Regions from separate parts of the Gossypium arboreum genome. Here region 2 is linked to region 1. Evidence: chromatin contacts called from public Hi-C data. All regions are on one chromosome and are shown on one strand. Each heading gives the region's core, a stretch centred on a gene start, on an enhancer-like site or on the middle of the called end of the contact. The rest is flanking DNA. Distances are from core to core; before and after follow the strand shown. Region 1 holds the start of LOC108485904 (transcription factor bHLH112-like). Region 2 holds the start of LOC108486677 (pentatricopeptide repeat-containing protein At1g55890, mitochondrial-like).

Evidence for each region. A called contact is a pair of places that touch in the nucleus more often than the background predicts.
Region 2: a contact with region 1 is called in a Hi-C map of leaf, with 4 times the contacts expected there. The contact joins the promoter of LOC108486677 here to the promoter of LOC108485904 in region 1. A contact is called at or near these places in 2 of 5 Hi-C or Micro-C datasets (both in leaf).

What each region holds. Positions count from the first base shown.
Region 1 is chr6:56,172,141-56,175,946 of ASM2569848v2, reverse strand. LOC108485904 (transcription factor bHLH112-like) reads left to right here and starts at 2,200. Exons shown (of 7, transcript XM_017789748.2): 1 at 2,200-2,715; 2 at 3,033-3,591; 3 at 3,682-3,765. The coding sequence starts at 2,369.
Region 2 is chr6:56,475,333-56,479,138 of ASM2569848v2, reverse strand. LOC108486677 (pentatricopeptide repeat-containing protein At1g55890, mitochondrial-like) reads right to left here and starts at 2,107. Exons shown (of 2, transcript XM_017790852.2): 1 at 568-2,107; 2 at 1-45. The coding sequence starts at 2,034. The coding sequence ends at 910. LOC108486678 (oxygen-evolving enhancer protein 3, chloroplastic-like) reads left to right here. Exons shown (of 3, transcript XM_017790853.2): 2 at 1-14; 3 at 127-328. The coding sequence ends at 225.

The DNA.
Region 1 (3,806 bases), core at 951-3,450:
CGGAAAAATATTTTTTGCATTTTCCTGTATTTGTTTCACAGAAAATAGTTTGGTCAACGGAAAATGACTTATAGGTCAAGGTAAAATAAGCCCTTTTTTCCTGTAAAATGACTTACTCTTTTGAAAAACATAAGTAATGAAAAGAGCTTATCTATAGATAATTTTATTTTTTATAAAATTAACTTAAACCAAGCTTAATATTATTATATTGATAATAAATTTTATTTTATTTTTAAAATATTTAAAATATTATATTTTCAATATTATTAAACATACATATTTAATTATTTATATTTAGTAATATAATAAATTATTAATATAATTAATTAATTTTAATATTTCAATTTTATTTTAATAATAAATTTTAAAATAATAATTTTAAACAATATTATTCACATATTATTGAAAATATTTAATATGAATATTTTAATAATAAATATTTATTATATTTATAAATATATTAATAATAAATGTTTTGTAGTATAAAGGTTAAAATTTGTCATAAGTCTATATACATATCACAAATTTGTAATTTAGTCTTTGTACTTTTATTTTCAAGAATTTAGTCCTTTACTTTTCAAATTTGAAAATCAAGTCCAATTATTGACATCGTTAATTTTTTTTCAATTTTATTGATGTCACATTTTAAAATAAAAATACTCACTTAATAGTCATGTAATTAAAAATGACGTTGTAATAAATCTGAATTTAACATAATATTTTTAATATATGAAAAAACAATATAAAATATAAAATGATAGATAAAAATAAATTCAATTAAACAATAAAAATAAGAAAATCTCAAATGTATATTTGTTTAATTGAAAACAACTTTTATAAAATATTTTTAAAAAATCTACCAAACAATGAAAATATTTTACATGATTCATCTAAATACAAAAAAAATATTAGCTTTTTCAGAAAAATAAATCATTTTCTAGAAATCATTTTCTAGAAGTTATTTTCAGTGAAACAAACGGAGCCTAAAACAATTAAATCTTAGATATTAAGAGTATTTTTGAATGTGTGGTGTGTTTATCTATAGTTAGTGTAAAAATAGAGGTGATGGTAAAATTAGATACTGTAGTGTGAGACAAAAAAAAAACTAAATACATCATAAATGCCCATAAAAGGGGTTCTAAAATAAGTGTATAAAATAAGTGTATAGATCAAATTAAATTCAATATTGAAAGTACTATTTTCCACTTGCATGAAAGTGAAAGCCACGCGCCACCGCAACTGCCACAAAATTATCCTCATTTCCCTAAAACAATCATGCATATGTTTGGGACCGTCAAGTTACAATGGTCCATAAATTTATTTCAAATTATCCTAAGAATTTCTTTTTCACTGTTATATTCAACCGGTTGTATATCAACCGTCTGATTAAACAAATATTTGGGCCAAGACACTGACGTGGCATTCGGATCTAGCATCACCTTGGTCATCATAGGGCCAACGTCCCTTTATTCATAAGGAAAAACGAATTTCTTTTCTTAAGTTCAAGTATAATTATAAAGATTATATAGCTTTTGAATCATTACCGTAAAAATTAATCATTAAAAATATAATAATTTAACCTAAAAGAACTTTTAACACCGTCCACACGCATATTTCTTTTCTCAATTTTTCATATCCGCTCTACATTCCACTTACTTACCATCTTACTATAGGTAAATTTTTATTTTGATTATTTAAATAAAATATTACAATTTGTTCATTGAATTATTCAAAAGTTTTTATTTAAATTATTAAACTGTTATGTATTTCTTTTAAGTTCTGATAATGAGTTCTAAATTACAATTTGATGATAGTATTTAGCAATAAGTAGAAAAATATAGATTAAACTTAAATTGATTTAATGATTAATATAAACTATCCGAAATTTAATTTATAGATTTTGATATCCAAAACTATTTCGTAAAAAAAATTATAAAAGAGTATTAAAAAAATTTGAAATGTTACAGTGAGTAATGAAATTGTAAAGTTTTAATTAAGGAATACCCACTAACGTTATTGTAATTTACAGCTTAATATTTCACCTTTATCAATACAACCAAAACTCAGCAAAAAAAAATATTTTGAAAGCAAATAAAACAAAACAATTACAACTTGTTCCAAGGAAAGTACAAATAGAGAACAAAGTTATATATATTTAAATTAATTAATAAAAATACTCAAAAAAAAATGCTTTCACTCATTTGTCCAATCATCCTTTGAAATGTCAACCAAAAATTGACAATTCATTTAGCAGAAATCCGCATGGAACCCTTTCATATATAAATTGACTTGTTTTAACTCCGAAGGAGAGAGCTCTCATCTTCTAACACGAGAAACAAAGAAAGATCTTAAAAAAAGGTTTGTGGGTATGGCAGAAGAATTTCATGCTGGGATTTGTAGAGGGACGTGGTGGAATTCGACGAAACCCATGTTAACAGGGTGTTCTCTGCCGCCTTCTACGGGGGTTGTCGACATGGGAAACTTTGGTTATGACACTGATATGGTGGATATTAGGGCAAGAACAAGGTATTATGAAGAGTCGACTAAAAACCCAGTTTCTGGTGTTAGCTCCACAGTTTTCCAAGGTCATCTTCATCATCAAACTGATTCAGATAGTGGTGGCACTAGCAGCAGTCTTTTGATTGATTCCACTTTACAAATGATGGGTTTTGGCCTTCCATCTTCGACAACTTCGGACTGGAACTTGTCTTTGCTGTAAGTTTGATTATGTGTTATACTAATAACTGGTTTTAGTATTCATTTTCTTTAGTATGATTGAGTATGAATTTTTATGGTTGAAGTTTCAAAGTTCATATACAAGGACGACCTTATAACCCAAAGCTTCAACCACAAGTTCAAAAAAGAAGAATATTTTAGACTTTTTTTGGTTCCTTAGGTTTGGAAAAGGAAGTCAATATTAGCAATCAATTGAACACTTAATTATTAGACTAAAATTCTCTACAAGTACTGAATATATACTTACTGTTTTATATTTATATTTATATTTATATATATATCCATGATTGTTGCAGTCGGAGTAATGGGAGAACTGAGTTTTATAATTCGATTCTTCAAGAAGATATAGATTCAAGGTTGAACTATCGGCAAGAAACAGGCATGAGTTCAGTTCAAATCCATAACTACTGGAGCCCAAAGAGCCATTCAAGTCCTGGGAAAGATTCTTCCATCCCTGTTGTCGAGCCTATCGATCAAGATATTTCATTGAATTCAGTAACCAGCTCCGGTAATAGTACACCAACATGCCAGGGCTTGCCAGCTGGGTTCCCAATGGCTTCATCATCGTACGGTTACCCATCAACACTGTTACATAGTTTGTTTCAATCCGATCCTCAAACTTCAGAACAACAATCACTTTTCAACAACCGGTCAATCAACTATATATCGTCTGAAAAATCTTCATGGCCAAAGCAGCAACCTAGTAGCTTGCGCTTCTCCAACAACACACCCTTCTGGAACGCCTCTGCCACTGGCATAAACGATGTTAAAAGCGGCTTCTTACCCTCGCCAGCATCACAATTTCTTGTACAAACATTCGAAGAGAAGGCTAATTGCCCCAGCTCGACAACAAAGGTATAAATCCAACACGTTCATGCCTCGGATCCAGTTCTTTGACAAATTCGATTCATTTATTTATTAGATTTTATTGGATTGGTATTATAGACTAATTCCACAGAAGCTGGAAAGTCGGCGTCAGGGATGAAGAGGCCAAAGCTTGAATCACCATCGCCTTTACCAACTTTTAAGGTACTAGAATATAAATTTGACCATTTCTCTTTTTTTACTAT
Region 2 (3,806 bases), core at 858-3,357, 300 kb before region 1:
GTACCATCGATGATGTATGTTTTTGAAGTTTTGCTTTAGGTTTACCTGCATAATTGCTAGCATCATTTAACATGGTAAATTATCATGAATTTATGATATATTTTTTCCTTTTGGTTTTTCTTACAGCTTGACCATGCAGCCAAGATCAAAAGCACCCCTGAAGCAGAGAAATCTTACGCTCAGACCATATCTAGTCTGAATGATGTTCTTGCCAAACTGGGCTAAGAGAATGCTTAATTGTATTTTGATGTAAGATAGCTTTGTTCATCGTTTGTAGACACACTTTCATTTCTATGCTATCTGAAGGAACCTTTACCACTTAACGAAATTGAAACTTGTTTAAACTAATAACCAATCAATTTAAGCTTTGTTGGTAAACAAGGCACACTTTTTGCCTAGCTTCCTTGCAGTCGGAATGTTTAGACTGAACTGTTTCCCCTTAGATTCCATTAAAGTTCACAAAAGTTCGTAAGAAAATGATCCTCCAAGCTTAATTTGTAAACAAGTTATCATTCCTTAACTCATCAGTTCATAGGCACAGAAGAAGAACCACCAAATATCACTCACAGTTGAAGTGTTGCAGTTCAAGTAGAGAGAACAGGCGCATCCCAAAATCATACAATTCATTTTGATCCCAAAACAGAGCTAATATAAAATACCAACTGCAAAACAAAGATGATTATCAAAGTTTCAGTTCCAAAATTCAATTCATCATGTAACTTTGAGGTTCGATACCAAAAGCTAAAGCTGCAGAAAACCACTGAGTAGAAAACAGATCAATATTACCTCCGCCACTAACATGAAAGTAGTTGGCTGCAAGAGGTAAAAAAAAACCACTTGCTTTTAGATACTCGTTCAGACTAGATTAACTAAAATGAAAGATAAAATAGCTATGGTAAAACCATGGCACTACTCTGCAGGCATTTTCATCTTATAACGACAGAAATTATTCGTCTTAGCAAGCTTCACGAGTTCCTTTGCATCTTCAATGTTGGAGGCTTTGACCAATTCATCCACCACTCGCTGTAACAATGCAGCATCAACCAATTTCTTCCTACCAAAAATCTCCTTGCACAGCTCAATGGCAAAACTCAAATCACCCTTCTCACAAAGGAATGGAACTAACATCGTAAAAGTCAGCTTATCTGGTGCACATTCATTTTTCCCTATCTGATTATACCACTCTTTAGCTTCTTCCAATTTTCCCTCATTAACAAATCCTCTAATCATATAATTGAAGGTAAACACATCAAGCTTAAGTCCTTTACTCCTCATTTCTTCAACCAAGTTAACTGCCTCTTTCATTTTCTTTTCAGTTGAAAATCCAAGCAACTTAGCATTATAACTCCTAATATCAGGCTCCACATTTTTCTCCACCATTTTACCCCATATCTTCTCCCCATCATCAAACCTTCCATTCTTAAAAAACTCGTATAAAAGCGTGTTAAAAGTAATCACATCCGGCTGCACACCCTTCTTCTCCATCTCATCAAGCATCAATCCAGCAGAATCTAAAGAACCCATCTCACAGAAAGCCTTTATAACCGTATTATAAGAAACCAAATCTGGCTCAACTGACAACTTTTCCGGCAGCTCCTTGAAAAACCCATTAACCTTATCAAACTTTTTGGCATTCACGCAAGCTCCCATAAGAGCATTGAAAGACAGCAATCCTCTATTCGGCATTTCATCAAACACCTTGTAAGCTTGCTCAAACATGCCCGATTTACCGTACAAATGGATTAATCTAGCAGCAAAGCCTTCTTTGGAAATATCTTGGTATTTCTTTTGATCTTCCAGGACTTCTTCGATCCATTGGAAGCGCCCAGCTGAAGCAAGGCGACGAACAATATCTTCATAGATGCCGCTTCGTCTGCGGAAGCGGCTGTACTCGCAAGATTTCTTGAATTTTTCAACGAGACGCTTGAGGTCCCGCTCTTTGTAGAGATCCTCCGAGAATTTCCGAACGGAGTCGGGCTGTGGGTTTGGGGTTGTGGAGAAGGTGCGGCGGAGGACGCGAGTTAGAGATGACATTTTTAGGGGTTTAAGGACGCGTGTAGCTGTACGAGTGTAGAATGAGGGTTTTAGCGTAAGAAGCTTCGGTTTTATTGTTGGTTTTCCTTTTAGTTTTTTTTAAAAATAAAAAAAAAACACTTAGTCAAGCAGCCATTTTATCTAAAAAGGCCCTTTAAAAAATTTAATTACGGAAATGAGCCGTTTATTGGTTTATTTATCGGATTAGGCCATTTTTCACAAAAACGCATCTACATAAGTGCGTTTTTAGGGTACGTGTCAACAAAACGCTCCCTTAGAAAAGTATTTTGCCTGTTTTTTAAGGTTATGATTTTTTATTATTTAATTAATTTAAGGTTAGGGTTTTTTAGAATTTAGAGTTAGGTTTTTTAAGTTATGGTTTTTTAGGGTTTTAGGATTTAGGATTTTAGGAAAAATTAATTGAATTGGGGTATAAATCAACTATTAATTTAAATATTAAATATTAAATTAGAGTTTAGGGTATTAAGGTTAATTGATTAAATTAGGGATTGATTTAGGGTTTAGGGTTAATTGATACATAATAGTTTAAACATATTATTTTAATATTTTATTTCTTATAATATTTTATTAAAAACCCTTAAATAACTCTTAACGTGTAAATAATAAGTTGGTAATTCGATTACTTCAGTGTTTAGGTTTTTTCCCTTATCAATGGCTTAGATGTTTCTTTTACTTTGTAACAAGCTCATTTCTGTTTTTTTTTAATTATTAATTTTCAATATACATACACAAAAAAAAAATTCTCAAAGATAACACGAAAAAAAAATTCTCAAAGATAACATGATTGCAGCATATATACATACTGGCGCTATGCTAAGTTCAAGGTTTCGAGAAAAAATAATTGAATTAGGATTTAGGATTTTAGGGTTAATTCATTAAATTAACTATTAATTTTAAATACTAAATATTAAATTAGAGTTTAAGGTATTAGGGTTAATTCATTAAATTAGGGTTTAGGTTTTTTAAATAAATTTATGTTTAGGGTATTAGAAAAACATATAAGCAATATAAATTTTTTTGTCTTAGGGTTTAAGGTTTAGGGTTTCTACAAGAATAATTCTGATTATACGTTTCTGAACAAATAGTGTCGAAAAAAGCTTTAAGTGCACTGTTAGCAAAATTTCTGGAAAAAGCTCCCACATGGACGCTCTTTTGCTACAGTAGTTCGTAGAAAAATAATTCTGAGTAGACGTTTCTGAACAAATAGTGTCGAAAGGATGCACTGTCAACAAAATTTCTGGAAAAAGGTTCCACGTGGACGCTCTTTTACTACAGTAGTTCGTAGAAAAATAATTCTGAGTAAACGTTTCTGAACAAATAGTGTCGAAAATGCTTCAAGCAGGATACATTGTCAGCAAAATTTTAGAAAAAAGCTCCCACATGGACACTCTTTTGCTACAGTAGTTCGTAGAAAAATGAGGCTATAAATGAGCCAAATTTTATTCTCAGGTTGCATAACTTACAACAAAAAAAATTAGAGAGGTTAAGAAGAAAAGAAATTGAAGATGAGTGAACGTATTTGTGCTATTATTTACTATGATGGTGAGGTCTGTAACACCGAGAACGGTGTTGTTTTTCTATCAGAGAACACAACGAGACTGGTTTTTAACCAGAACATAGATTTGACAGAACTTCGTAAAAGAATTAGGCGTAAAATCTTCGGAACGACACCAATGAAAGTTTTGTCTATTAAGTATTGATTTAGTGGTTCAGTTGATCCTGTGACATATGACTCATTCGACATCAAAGAC